4 separate regions of the Mus musculus genome follow, and regions 1, 2 and 4 are each linked to region 3. Evidence: chromatin contacts called from public Hi-C and HiChIP or PLAC-seq data. All regions are on one chromosome and are shown on one strand. Each heading gives the region's core, a stretch centred on a gene start, on an enhancer-like site or on the middle of the called end of the contact. The rest is flanking DNA. Distances are from core to core; before and after follow the strand shown. Region 1 holds the start of Hmga1b (high mobility group AT-hook 1B). Region 2 overlaps Ccdc57 (coiled-coil domain containing 57). Region 3 holds the start of Ogfod3 (2-oxoglutarate and iron-dependent oxygenase domain containing 3). Region 4 overlaps Ccdc57 (coiled-coil domain containing 57).

Region 1 (3,315 bases), core at 605-3,104, 440 kb before region 3:
GACTACTGCTGGCCACCACGCATAAGTTTGGACAAACAACCAATGTGTACATATGCAGTAAAGTTTTTTGCAAAGACACTGCCTGGCCCGGGCATGATAATGAGGTTCTGTAAGGTACTGAGAGTATAACCAATCAGATGTGAGACATGCAAATGAGGTATGATAATGAGGCTCTGTGAGGTACTGAGAGAGAGTAGCCAATCAGATGAGGAACATGCAAATGAGGCGTAGTGCATAACCAATCCAGGTGTGAGACACGCCTCTCCTAGGCCTATAAAAGCAGCACCAGTTCTGGGCTCGGGGTCTTTTCACCTCTGCAATCAAGCTCTCCCAATAAACGTGTGCAGGATCCTGTTGCAGCGTCATTCTTGCTGGTCGAGTCCGGCGCACGCAAGATAGGTAGAAGCCAGAAGTAGTGAATAAGAGTAGTTTTAGCCCTTGCCGTGAGTAGTAGTAGAGTAGTGAGTAGTTTAGCCCTTCCCCTAAGAAGAAGCTGCTGGGGAAGAGAGCTGTAAAAGAAAGAGCCTGAAGTAAAGATGTTGCTGCATGAACCCGACTTGGTGCCTGTGTCGTTCTTGTCACCACCGGCTCGGAGTGGAGATGACGACAGTAGGTAGGTAACTCAGCTGACTTTTGCGTCTTCTGGGCTCTGATCTGCAGTCTTTCTTCTTTGCTGCTTGGTTTGTCTGAGAGAGACTCTCAGCTTTTGTTGCTTACCCTGACAGCAAGGGATCTTGTGAAATTGGTCAGTTTCAGGAACTTCCTGAAACTATATGAGTTGTTTGCATCCCTACTTAAGGAACTTCCATGCAGGATGGGGTGTTTTAATTTCAAAGGAAACTGTTATACAACAGTCCTCACATAATGTTGTAGTTAGGGCTCAGCACATGACTCTGGATAGAGAAGTCTTCAGACAACATAGGTGACAGGAGATAGAGCAGGAGCTGTGGAGGGTGAAGACATCTTAGGAGAAATGCGCTCCTAAGGGCGAAGCTAGCAGATGACTGTCTTCCCAAGACGTTGGAGCTTGATGCTCCCTTCCTGGTAAACCACTTCCTCCTGCCTGGTGGCCAACTGGCATCCCTGAAAGGCCACCATTTCCCAGGAGTTCCGATGGCCACCAGACAGCAGGTTGGTCACAATCCACAGCTTTTGTCATAGAAGGGGAAGGGCTTTGATCTTACTGGATAGATCAGGCCAGACACCAGTATTCAGTGCCACCTGGAGGTTGGCTATAGGACTTGGTGGTTTGCTCAGACTGGGATCAAGGACACAGTGAGCAGGCATGATCTGTCCCTGTTAGCTATGAGGAAACTGCCAGGCAGCAGCAAATGATTGGGCTCCGGGCCCCCACTGTGTATGCTGTCCCCTGAGCCACAGGAAGGTCCCAGAGCACCCTTCTGACCAGTGCGGAGGAATGCTCAGGGGAAGGGTACTGCTGTCCCTGCACTATAGAGCACTGGAAGTACAGCTGCCTCCTTTCAGCGACTCACACGGTCTCAGTGCAGAGCCTGGACTGAGCAAGGGAAAGGCGGCAGTCTGAGCACACCTCCTCCCCAGGGCTGTCCATGAGGCATCTGAGCCTCCTGCCCGGCCCAGATGTCGTGTGACCTGCTATGACTCACTGGATCGTGAGTACTTGTTCCATGAACCCTGACACACAAGACAAGAGACCCTCAGCACACCTCAAACAATCGCCAGACACGGGTTGAGGTGCACAATATTCTCTGATTACTCCTAACTGGCTCCAAAGAACCAGGTCTCTGCTCAGAGAAGAGGAGATGCACAGAGGTACTCAGGGTTTGCAACTGGGGCAGGAAACCCCAGAATCCATGCTTAGATTTACAAGAGTCGCCTCTAATTGGGACTCCGAGTCGGGGCTATTTCTGGTGTTGGCGCGGCTCCAAGAAGGCACTCACTGTGTGCTGCCCCACACATAGAGAAGGAGAATGAGCGAGTCGGGCTCAAAGTCCAGCCAGCCCCTGGCCTCCAAGCAGGAAAAGGATGGGACTGAGAAGCGAGGCCGGGGCAGGCCACGCAAGCAGCCTCCGGTGAGTCCTGGGACGGCGCTGGTCGGGAGTCAGAAAGAGCCCAGTGAAGTGCCAACTCCGAAGAGACCTCGGGGCCGACCAAAGGGAAGCAAGAATAAGGGCGCCGCCAAGACCCGGAAAGTCACCACAGCTCCAGGGAGGAAACCAAGGGGCAGACCCAAGAAACTGGAGAAGGAGGAAGAGGAGGGCATCTCCCAGGAGTCCTCTGAGGAGGAGCAGTGATCACCACTCGCAGTGCCGCCTGCTCCATAGCCACTGAGGAGCAGCTGTCCCCTGGGACTGGAAGCCCTGCTCCCAGGCCCCTCCCCGCCCCCACTGCACACTACCGCACCAGGCACCAGCTGCAGGCTCTGCTCCGCAGCACCCAAGGGAGCAGGATTCGGCTCAGTCCCTGTGCCCTCCTCCCGAACACACCTGCCCCATCCTGACAAGGCTAACTTCCCATTTAGCCGCAGCCCGGCCTGCTGCGCACCTCCCTCAGAGCCGTGGCTCTCTGGGCGCTTTGTTTTGCGGGTCCCTTCTGCCCTGCTGTTCCTGGCTTCCCCGTAGAGGGTCCTGGGAGCATTCCCTGGCCTTAAGGGGCCCCGGCCCCATCTCACTCTGACAAGGCCCAGTGGCTGACCTAGCAGCAGCAGTGTGGTCAGGGCAGGGGATGCTTAGATCCCAGCATGTCCCCACCAAAGTATCACCGGGTGGGTTTCTCAGCCCCTCCTGCCCCACCCTACAGAGATCATGCACTGGGTTGGCTGAGCCCCTTGACAACAGGAAGTAGGATGATGTTGGCTCCACCCACTTTAATGTTCTCACCTGAGACTAGACAGATGGGGTTACCGCCCATCTCCAGAGTAAGGGCCTGTTCTCGCCTCCACCAAAGGCAAACGGGCACCAACACGCCTCCCCCAGTCCACTCTAGGCTGTTCCTTCCTCCCGCAGGGCACTAAGGAGCTAGCCTTGCCGCCCCCTCCTTTTCGCTCCTCCCTGCCCCCCATGGTTCTGGTTCCATCTTCTCCTCTGTTCACAAACTACCTCTGGACGGTTGTGTTGTTTTTTTTTTGTTCCATGTTCATTCTTAGATACCCACTATTGCTGCTGCTACCAGCGTCAGATGTTCATCCTCCTGAATTTGCCTGTATTCTCTCCCCCACACAATACACTCGAGGGGAAGGGGGGCTGGGGCGCAGCAGACTGGTTACCTACCCCACACTAAGGAAGATGGGGCCCCACCCCGTGGATGCTGCAGCAGAGTGAGGATGGGGGCCCACTT
Region 2 (3,511 bases), core at 95-2,594, 350 kb before region 3:
CATTGAGAAACACCAGTTACAAACAGAAATATCAGGGTAGTAGCAGCAGTGTCACGGCCTAATAGGAACAGACAGGCATCAGCCTTAGCTCAAGTCAGCAGGAGGGACCTGGAGGAATACCAGGAGGAGTTCTCAGGGTTAGGCTGTGACTCTCTCAGGGAAGCGAAGACCAACGAAGACATGAGACCCACAGGCAGTACACAGCTAGTTCTATAAGCAAGCCAAGCTCAGCCTTGGTCATTGTCCGTTGAGTCCTATTTATACTGTCTAAACATGTGTCTTCTACAGGTCTTGTCTCAGCATGTGGGTCTGTCACAGCTGACATCACTCTGTCAATCACCCCAAGTCCACTCAAGGGACAAGAAACTGTGGCACACCACCAGAAGTTTTTTTGTTTTTGTTTTTTGCTGTATTTCTTTCTATTGAGTCCCGATAAATACAGCTCAACTACACAATATAAGACAGACCAATACATGTGTGTCCTTAATAAAAAAAATCTTTCACCACACGTCCTTTCATGTGCTTGCTTTAACAAAACACCTTTTTATCTATGCCTGCTTCAGCCAAACATTCCTTAGTCTTTCACCTGTGTCCACTTCAGCTAAACGTTCCTTCATGTGTGTCCCAACAAAACACCATCCAATTGACAAGTTTCTGCTTCAGAAATCTACCTGTGTCCCGAGTGCTGGGATTACAGCACCTTCATCTTTTGATACATGGTTACTCTATTGTGTCTGGCCTTGAACCATAGACAGCTCTACCCACCCTGCATCCCTAGTGCTGAGATTGAAGGCATGCACCATCATAGCGGGCTGTTTCCTAATGTTAAGGTCTCTCACAGAATCTGGAACATGCTGTCTCAGCTAAACTTGCCAGCATCCCCCAAATCCACCATGACAGGTGCATGTTGCCACACTCGGCCTATGTGGGTGCTGGGATCTGAACTCCAGTCCTTAGCCTTGAGCTGCAAGCACTTTTACCCACAAAGGTATGTCCTCCAGTCCTTACAAGAATTGTTTTGTAGCCAGGGAGTGGCAGTGCATGCCTTTGATCCCAGCACTAGGAAGGCAGAGGTAAGTGGATTTGAGTTCCAGGCCAGCCTGGTCTACAGAGTGAGTTCCAGGACAGATAGTCAGGGTTACACAGGGAAACCCTGTTTCAATCAACAAACAGTTTGGTTTTTGTTCTCAAAGTGAACATTTTGAAGAAAAAAAAAATCATTTTCTAGCTTCCCTAGAAACAGAAGCTCATTAGATCTACAGAGCCAGGGAGGAGCCAGAGTAGGTGTGTCCAGGCCTAGCCCATTAGCCACTTCCTGCCTGTCCTCCCACCCCTCCCCTGTACGAGTGTTCTCCTGGTGAGGCCTGAGGTAAAGGGCTGGCCATTCAAGCTGAGTCTAGGACAGGGAGGCTCTACTGTCAGGCCATCAGACAAGGGTGAGCTGTTCTTTTTCCTTTTTCCTCTGGATCTCCAGATTAGAGAAGCCTGGTAGTACACAGTGTGGTCACTGTTACAGTCAGAATCTCCACAGCGGGTGGGCTATGTAAGCAGGACTTAAGAAATGACCCAGGCTGGTCTGTAATTCATGATGCTCCTCTTTTCTCTGCCTACCACGAGCTGGAATTAGAGTCTTGTGCCATAAGGATGCACTAAAAACAGCCCACAACACTAAAAAACCAACCAAACAAAAAACCTAACTCAAACATTGCACTGTACTGTGTAGCCTTCAGTTTGGTGCAAGAAGTTGACAAAAGTTTGGAGCCTAGTACTGAGCAGGGAGGGGCTGGGCTAGTTCCAACCAGTAGCCACATTCCTTAGGAGTTTCCACGCCCATGACCCTTTGTCCCATGGACAACTTTAGCCCTCCTCCTAAACCCTTTTTTCACCCAGCTGGCCATGATCTGGCCTGGTTTCTACTTGAAAATGGGATCACTGTACCTGGGACTTCATCTTGTATACTTCAAACCAAGAGCTGACCTAGCACTGAAGGGTACCTTCCAGATACTGGCTGCTCAGGACAGTCCCACCTAGAACCCCATCCCTGATCCCTGTGGGCATGGACCTTCTGCCCTGCCTCTGGTCTCCCAGGACCTGTCCCTTTCCTAGTACTCCTTTATCCTCCCCAGTGAGCCTGTTACCCTAAGTCCTCAGTTTCAATTGTCCTCTGTGAAAAGGTCACAAGTTCACATTAAAGCCAACCAGGAACTGTCTACAGCTTCAAAACTGCAGGTTAATGGGCTAGGTGTGGTGGCACACACTTTTTAATCTCAGCACTCTGCAGGCAGAGGCAGGGGGATTTTAGTCAATTCCAGCCTAGACTACACAAAGCGTGGTTCCAGGAAGGTCGGTGCTATTCAGTCACACCCTGCCACACAAAAACAAACATCAACAAAGCAGCCAGGTGAACAACAGCAACAAAACTAGTGACTGAGAATTAAGGTGCTGAGGCAGGAGGATCAAAAGCTCAAAGTCATTTTAAGCTACATAGAGTTTGAAACGAGACAGAGCTACAGGAAACCCTGTTTCAAAAAGCAAAGCAAAGCAAAACAAAACAAAAACCCCATCCTCCTCCCAAAAAAACCAACCTGTAAATTAAGACCAACAATGAAGTATCATTGTCATTTATCAGACTGGGGAAAGGTCTGGGCACTGGAGCAGAGAGCTGCTTGCCGGCAGGCAGCTGCTGGCACAGGGCCGGATTTTTTTTAGAACAGTTTGGTAACACTTCAAACTACCTACACCTTTGACCCAGCTATTTCCCTTCTAGATAATTGTCCAACCATGGCTCCCACAAGGATAGGGACACACATTGCAGCACCACATCTAATATGGACGATGACACACATGAGACCCTGAGACAAGATGAGCATGGTCACGCTGTGGATGACCCCAAAGATCTACCAGCCCACACATACTCTGAAAAGATCTTCAGATACAATAAAAAAGCAAGCTGCTTAGGGCTATTGGAAGGAAAGGGGCAAAAGTGTGTTTAAAGGCACGGTGCACCTGCCCCTGGCAGCTGGGTAGGTGGAAGGCAACTAACCAGGCAGTGGGCGGACTGGAGTCAGCTGTGGGGAGGTTGGTGTTCCAGCTGCCGCCTGCACAGGTTGTTTCCATCTGAGGGAGGCCAGAGGCAACCAGGCTGCCACGGGAGCCCCTTTCTTCCAGGGAGGCGGTCGGTTCTCTGATATATCTGGCCACTTGCATTCCTGGGACAGACAACAGGGAGGCGGGACAATGCTAATTCCTGGAAAAGACATTCAGGGGCACCTATAGCTGCACTCCAAGAAGGGAGATGAGGGCTGTCTGGAAACTGAGCTTTAGAGACAGTTGCTTCTGGATGAGGGGGTCTTCCCCTGGCTGGGACCTGTGAGCTTCAGAGATGTGTCTCCTCAGATGAACAAGGGGAAGAGCTGTTTAAGAGACGACTGGCCTGCGTTGGGAGGCATCAGGAACCCTTCCAGTTTGATCCTTATGATTGCTTTTGGTGCTGAGGGTAACCCAGGGCCTT
Region 3 (3,158 bases), core at 524-3,023:
AGCCGGTGGCACATACCTTCAAACCTTCGGTGACCATCGTAGTCCTCAGAGCAGGGAACCTCAATGAACCTGCCTTCTAGGACCTCACCACGACGGGCCACAACCTCAGCAACATCATCATCGATCCCCACACTACTCCAGAGCAGACATGTGACCAGAGCAAGGCCGACCCCAAAGGCCACAATCCTTAGCCATGTCCTCTGTGCCTCCCGAGGCAGCCGGTCCTTCTTGGTACTAAAGAAAGAGACGATAACCAGCCACTGGATGCAGCCATCATACTAAGCATGCCAATCAAACTCACAAGATGTTCACACTGGATGCCACCAGGCTTGGGCTGTGTCTACACTGATCTCTGATCAAGATGGATGCATCCCATCAATCCTGAGATATGGGAAGTACTTGTAAGCTAATTATGAGGCAGCTGGTGGGAAGTAGGGCATCTACTTCCATCCACAACTCAAGCTTATCAGGATGCCCACCATCACCACCCCTCAGAAGAGCTTCCCAGGCAGTATATGGACCTGTCTTCTCTGACCAGACAGGGCTGAATATGTGCTTCAATGGGCAAAAAAATTGTGGGCTGACCATAGGTAATTTCTGTCCAGCCCACAGAGCACCTATTTGGAGGATTGTCAGGGCATGTGAGTCTCTGATCACTCATGCATCCATATATGACTGCCCCATCCCAAGCCTGTGTTTCTACACGAACACATGTGTACGTAAACCAGCGTACATGAAGCATATCTACTTAACTCAAATCATAAACCTGGAGCCAGAAAGAGCACAGAAGAATGTCAGAAATGATATGTGTAAGTTTCCTCTACGACCCAGGTCTGTGTGGTCCGGTCCCTGATGAAGCTGTGTCTGTGTCTCTACACTTCTGTGTGTATAACTAGAGTGGCTGAGCTCTGCTGTCCAGGAAAGGTCTCAAAATACATGCAGAATTGTCAGAGTTAGGTCCCTGTCCCTAAGGACTCCGTTTCTTAGTTACCATTTCAGGTGTGGGTTTGACAGAGGCTCACAAGGCCAGTTTTGGATAGGTGAGGTGTGAAAGGCTGGGATGAGGTAACCAGCAGAGATGTGAGGAGACAGACCATGTAGTGGGTGGGGAGTCCTAAAGGCTCAAAAAGGGTCCCTAGCGAGAGAAACCTGTTCACGTGACTGAATGCAGCTCGACTCCAAGAAGAGGTTTCCTGTGGGCAGGGCCTCTGTGCAGAGCTTGGAGGTGGGCAGCCACGTGGACATTTTCACTATAGAAAGGATGCCGCAGGATACACTAACCAAGTCACGCCCCAACACATCAATCACGCCCACACTACCACGCCCTCTCTCTAAATTAAGCCTGCTCAAGTCTCAGTAGGGCTGGTCCCACCTGTCACCTCTAGCCAGGGACCAACCCAGACACGAGTCAGACCCCGCCTTGTCATGAGCACGTCCCACCCCTGTTAGGTCCCACCCCTGGGATGGCCACGCCTCACTCTGCCAAGGACACAGCAATCAAGACCACGCTCTGCCTCCCTCCGACCCCGCCCTCGGAGTGGCCACGCCCACACACACCAGTCAGGCTCCGCCCGCTGTGGCGCGCGGCCTCCCGGTCCCTAAGGATCCCGCTACCTGGTCGCGCGCCGGCGCTCTGCAGCACTACTTCCCTCGGGAATTCTGGGTGGTCCCCTCCGCTGAGGCGCCATCGGGCCCAGCCGTCGCAGAGCCAGCTACGACACGAGAGCCACCAAACTCGGGGCAATAGCTGCGACAGCGAAAGCGAGGCGGGAACGGGGTCGGGACGCGGGAGCGACGCGCTCGGTCTTCGTCCGGCTCACGGCCAGACGAGAGCAATCGGAGGCCGAGCGGTGGCGGGGGTGGGGTGGGGTGGGGGGAGGCGGAGCCTTCTCGGCCCTTGGCACTGCAACCCTGAGGCACCTGCGGAATTCTGTCTTCTCCTGTAGCTGGGCTGCGGCGGCGACGCGGGTGAGTCAAGCCCACAGCCACCGATTGTGCTGGGCCCGGATGACCTGTCTCCTACGGCCGCCGCCCTCTCCTTTCCCCGGCCCCGAGAGCTGCATTGAGAAGCCTGTCAGGGACTTTGAACTGCCTGAGAGTGGCAGGTCGGGCAGGGTTGGGGATTGAGGGCGAGCGTAGGGGGGGTGTGGTTCCTAAGGCTAGGACTTTTGAGTCCTTGCACAGGACGAGCAGGTGAAATCATGCAACTGGATGCACAACTCTGTAATTCTTTTTAATAATCGCTTGTGATTTTACAGAAGGTAGGAAAACTGTTTCTAATATCTTGACTGCTTCAGTGTCCTCCAGAAATGAACTGTAATGGAAACTATAGTCAGTTCTGATATATGTAGAGTTTATTCCCTTTTCAGGTTATTGTTGTTGTTATTTGCAGTAGCCAGGGTGGATCGCAGGGTTCCTGGCATAATGAGCAGCCGGTGCTGTATCACGGAGCTAGTCACCATCTCTCCAAATTACCACTGCCTTAATTGTTTTTCAGTACGAGGAATTGAACCTAAGGCCTTCTGCATGCTAGACAAGTGTTGTACCACTAAGCAATCCAGTCCTTATTTTACTTATTAGTCTGGAGACAGGGTCTTATTAAGTTGCAAAGTCTAGCCTTGACCTTCCTTTATAGCCCAGGCAAGTCTTAAACTTTAATCCTCCTTCCTCAGGAGGGGGTGGGGTGGTGTACTGGCTAGCTTTGTGTCAACTTGACACAGCTGGAGTTATCACAGAGAAAGGAGCTTCAGTTGAGGAAATGCCTCCATGAGATCCAACTGTAAGGCATTTTCTCAATTAGTGATCAAGGGGGAAAGGCCCCTTGTGGGTGGGACCATCTCAGGGCTGGTAGTCTTAGTTCTATAAGAGAGCAGGCTGAGCAAGCCAGGTGAGGCAAGCCAATGAAGAACATCCCTCCATGGCCTCTGCATCAGCTCCTGCTTCCTGACCTGCTTGAGTTCCAGTCCTGACTTCCTTTGGTGATGAACAGCAGTATGGAAGTGTAAGCCGAATAAACCCTTTCCTCCCCAACTTGCTTCTTGGTCATGATGTTTGTGCAGGAATAGAAACCCTGACTAAGACAAATTGGTACCAGGAGTGGGGTATTCCTGTGACAACCTGACCATGTTCTGGGGAGGACTGTGGAAGGACTTTGGAAC
Region 4 (3,301 bases), core at 77-2,576, 300 kb before region 3:
CTGGGAGACTGGGGCAGGAGTGGCACCTGGATCCAAATGGGACGAGCACTGCAGACGGACAGATGAAACTGCATTTGCCGTATCCTGATGCCAGTGCTACATACCTATAACCCCAGCAGCACTTAGGAAGTTGAGGCAGGAAAAATAAGTCCAGGGGCGGGGGGGTGGGGGGGGGAGCTATAGTGACACATGCTTGCAGTCCCAACACTTGGGAGGTGGAGGCACACGGATTATAAATCCGAGGCTATCCAAGGTCATAGAACAAGTTCTGGGCCAGGTTTGCACAAATGAGGCTTTGTCTCAGAAAAACAAAAAGTGAAGGCAATAGGTTAACTTTGTTAAATACACTTATCACAAGTAAGCATAAATATAAAACTATATAATTAAAAAGAAAACATTACTAGAAATGGCAGCGGGGTCAGGGGGTCGGGGGTGGGCAGAAAGCCCCTACCCACTGCTTGCAAAATTCCATTCTAAAATGGCCCACATCTGCCTCTGCCTTGGACACAGGCACACGAGGCTGTTGGGCTGGGCCGGCCAGAGGCAGCAGCTCACTTGTCAGTAAGGGCGTTCTTCTCCTTGGCGTCCTCTGCTCTTGTGCACTCAGCCCTGCGCAGTTGTCCCTCCAGGGTTTCACAGAGGAACTGAAGCTCCAGCACCTTGGCGTCCAGCGTCTGCAGCTCCTCTGCATGGGCGCGCTTCACTGCCGCCAGCACTGTGTCTTTCTCCCTGGCTTGACGGTCAAGCTCTTCATGTCTGAAACACAGGGGAGGGTCCCGCGGTGGCTCACTCAGTGCCCTGGAACCTTCCAAAGTGTTTGCCATCCTTTTCTTACACTACAGCTGTCCCTGACAAGATGGCTGACTCTGCAGGAGTAACTTGTGGGCGCGCTAGCTCTTCCCATGTAAGCAGATCTTCTTAGGTGCCGGGCTCTCGGAGGCCCCCAAAGCTCACACAGATACCAAAGCAGATTCACAAAACACTCCTAACAACCTACGCTTGACCAGCCATGGAAAACAGATGCCACCTGCCTCTCAGATGGGCAGACTCCTGAGCACTCCCTTAGTGTATCAGTTTGTCCGTACTGCACAAATAGTGGCATGAGAAAACACAAGAGAAAATTTCTTCCCCTCCCAAGTGTAACTGGGCAGCCTGAGTGTGTGGTGTGTGGTAGCTACAGTTACTGTTCCCTTTAGAAGAGAGAGTAAATGCGTCTTGCTGAGTCCACACTGAGCTTCCAGCTGGCATCCCCGCCCCACTCCTCGTTGACCGACTCCTTACTGTCCCAGCACCTCCCGAACCCTGCAGTACTGGGGGGAGGAGCAATGCTTTAACTGCATGGCTGAAGCTCCGCCTTGAGGCAGCACACCACCACTTCCTGGGTGTCCCAGACCTGGCAACGTGAAGAGCCTGCTGCAGTCAGAGGGACAGAATCCAGAGTCTACATCAGCAATAGTAGGGGGACATCAGCATGGCAAAGCTTGAGGCGATCGTCTAAAACTTATACACTAGCTAGTAAGACAGCCAAGGTCTAAATGTTAACGCTTAATTTTTAAATACTTATTTACCTAGTATGGAGGCATATGTGTGGAGTCAGTTCTCTCCTTTTACCACATGGGTTCCAGGGATGGAACTCAGGTCACCAGCTATGGTGACAAGTGACTTTATCCACAAAGCCATCTCATTTACCCATAAAAGTTAAAATTTAACTAAGGTTATATTTTTAAAAGCCTGTTTTAGACACTGGAGACTAAATCCAGAGTTTTCAACATTCTTAGTTTGTGTTTTATCAATGACCTGAATTGGACTCTTGGTCCTTAAAAAGTTTAAGCTTGGAGACACCGGATGCCTAACCCTCTCTGAGGAAGGAGAGCATGGTGCCAGCCACAGCAGCGTCCCAGCTCAGGCTGCCCGCCCACCTGCCACAGGGCTCTTGTCTCCAGTAAGCAAGATCTAGACTCTTTTCCAGTGGCACCACCCAGGCAGAAATACGCACTTCCTCCTGAAAGTCTCCTCAGCTTTCTTCTTGGCCAGCTGTGCCGAGTAAAGCTTCTTCTCCAAGCCCTTTATCCTAAACAGAAACCGTATCAGTAAAGAGCAGTTACGTAAGAGATCAAAGAGTAGAACGGAAAGATGCCAGGAAGGCAACGCCACCAGATCTAGTCCTTACGGCCACAATGCCTGGAGAACAGAACCTACGCACCGAGCGTCCTTCACGGCCTCCAGATCCTGGAGTTCCCGGGCACGCTCCTGCAGCTTCCTCTCTAATTCCACGTGTTCTGCTTCTGCCTTCTGCAGACTCTCTGCTGCCCGTGCTCCAGCGTCTCTCAGAGCTTGCAGCTCTTTGTTTAGTAGTTTTATCTGAGAAAGATTGAAAAGTTCCAGGAGAGGAGATGGGTAAAAGGAACAGTGTGAAGCCTGGCGTGGTCCCAGCGCTCGGCAGGCACAGGCAGGCGGAGCTCTAAGTTCAAGGCCAGCCTGGTCTACAGAGTGAGTTCCAAGATAGACGGGACTACACAGAGAAACCCTGTCTCAACAAACAAACAAACAAACAGACAGACTGACTGACTGACTGACTGACTAACAAAGGAACAGCATGGTATTCTGCAGCACTGGGTAATTAAAGTTGCAATGGTGATTCGAAGCCCAGGGCCAGCCAGTTACCTTGAGCTCATGTGTCAGGACTACGTTGCTCATGTCGTCAGCCCTCAGCTGGAACTCATGCTCTCTTCTCTGCATTTTAGATTCAAACTCCAGCAGCAGCTCCTGGGACAAAAGAGCCAGGAGTGAAGGAGAGTGGCTGCCGCCAAGGCCTCAGCTTAGGTGTGAGACTGACACACAGTGTGAATCACGGTTTTATACTACAAACAAAGTTTTCTGTTCTACAGATAAACTGCTTACCTCTATTTCCCTACCACCACTCTTCAATATCTGTACATCTATACACGCTTTTAATCCCAGCACTCAGGAGGCAGAGGCAAGCGGATTTCTGAGTTTGAGGCCAGCCTGGTCTACAGAGTGAGTTCTAGGACAGCCAAGGCTACACAGAGAAACCCTGTCTCGAAAAACAAACAAAACCAACCAACCAACCAACGACAGAACAACAAAAATTCTCAGGTAAAATGGGGTCATAGATGAAACCATTTTAAGAAGCCTCTCTCTGAGGGATGACTGTAACTCTTGCAGTTCGGTGAGCACCCAGGTTGCAGCCATTGCTGTCAGGCTAGCATATATTCCCTTCTGCAAACTTCCTTCTCATTTCTGACATGATGAGGTCTGCCACGGGGTCCTCGGTTGATAC

The links. Hi-C and Micro-C count contacts between places; a contact is called where the count stands out from the background. HiChIP or PLAC-seq counts read pairs in DNA pulled down with a chosen protein or histone mark.
Region 1: a FOXA1 HiChIP or PLAC-seq map of pancreatic cancer cells shows a contact between it and region 3. The contact joins the promoter of Hmga1b here to the promoter of Ogfod3 in region 3. A contact is called at or near these places in 6 of 39 promoter capture datasets (3T3-L1-derived adipocytes, embryonic stem cells, hippocampal neurons and 2 more) and 1 of 115 datasets of contacts at active chromatin or transcription factors (pancreatic cancer cells).
Region 2: an H3K27ac HiChIP or PLAC-seq map of embryonic stem cells shows a contact between it and region 3, with 2.2 times the contacts expected there. The contact joins the enhancer-like site here to the promoter of Ogfod3 in region 3. A contact is called at or near these places in 1 of 484 Hi-C or Micro-C datasets (embryonic stem cells), 6 of 115 datasets of contacts at active chromatin or transcription factors (bone marrow-derived macrophages, embryonic stem cells, extraembryonic endoderm stem cells and 1 more) and 2 of 9 other capture datasets (adipose tissue and liver).
Region 4: a contact with region 3 is called in a Hi-C map of nephron progenitors, with 4 times the contacts expected there. The contact joins the enhancer-like site here to the promoter of Ogfod3 in region 3. A contact is called at or near these places in 7 of 39 promoter capture datasets (the 3T3-L1 cell line, 3T3-L1-derived adipocytes, embryonic stem cells and 3 more), 33 of 484 Hi-C or Micro-C datasets (the AML12 cell line, B cells, the C2C12 cell line and 18 more), 4 of 115 datasets of contacts at active chromatin or transcription factors (embryonic stem cells, epiblast stem cells and kidney) and 1 of 9 other capture datasets (embryonic stem cells).

What each region holds. Positions count from the first base shown.
Region 1 is chr11:120,760,940-120,764,254 of GRCm38.p6, forward strand. It overlaps Hmga1b (high mobility group AT-hook 1B), which reads left to right and starts at 1,855. Exons shown (of 2, transcript NM_001166477.1): 1 at 1,855-2,051; 2 at 2,085-3,315. The coding sequence starts at 1,950. The coding sequence ends at 2,273.
Region 2 is chr11:120,849,512-120,853,022 of GRCm38.p6, forward strand. The region is part of intron 18 of Ccdc57 (coiled-coil domain containing 57); the gene reads right to left. Among named protein-coding and RNA genes, the nearest start is that of Fasn, 27 kb to the left of the region's middle. Within about 2 kb of position 1,345, at least 126 of the 459 cell types and tissues checked have an H3K27ac peak or open chromatin away from gene starts, as enhancers often do. A contact at or near this core is called in adipose tissue, bone marrow-derived macrophages, embryonic stem cells and 3 more, where this site is marked.
Region 3 is chr11:121,202,875-121,206,032 of GRCm38.p6, forward strand. Ogfod3 (2-oxoglutarate and iron-dependent oxygenase domain containing 3) reads right to left here and starts at 1,774. Exons shown (of 9, transcript NM_025402.2): 1 at 1,615-1,774; 2 at 17-234. The coding sequence starts at 1,688. It also overlaps a transcript of Hexdc not described here.
Region 4 is chr11:120,901,320-120,904,620 of GRCm38.p6, forward strand. It overlaps Ccdc57 (coiled-coil domain containing 57), which reads right to left. Exons shown (of 19, transcript NM_027745.1): 4 at 2,665-2,766; 5 at 2,204-2,361; 6 at 1,997-2,071; 7 at 556-756. Among named protein-coding and RNA genes, the nearest start is that of A430102A20Rik, 30 kb to the right of the region's middle. Within about 2 kb of position 1,327, at least 65 of the 459 cell types and tissues checked have an H3K27ac peak or open chromatin away from gene starts, as enhancers often do. A contact at or near this core is called in the AML12 cell line, the G1E-ER4 cell line, liver and 1 more, where this site is marked.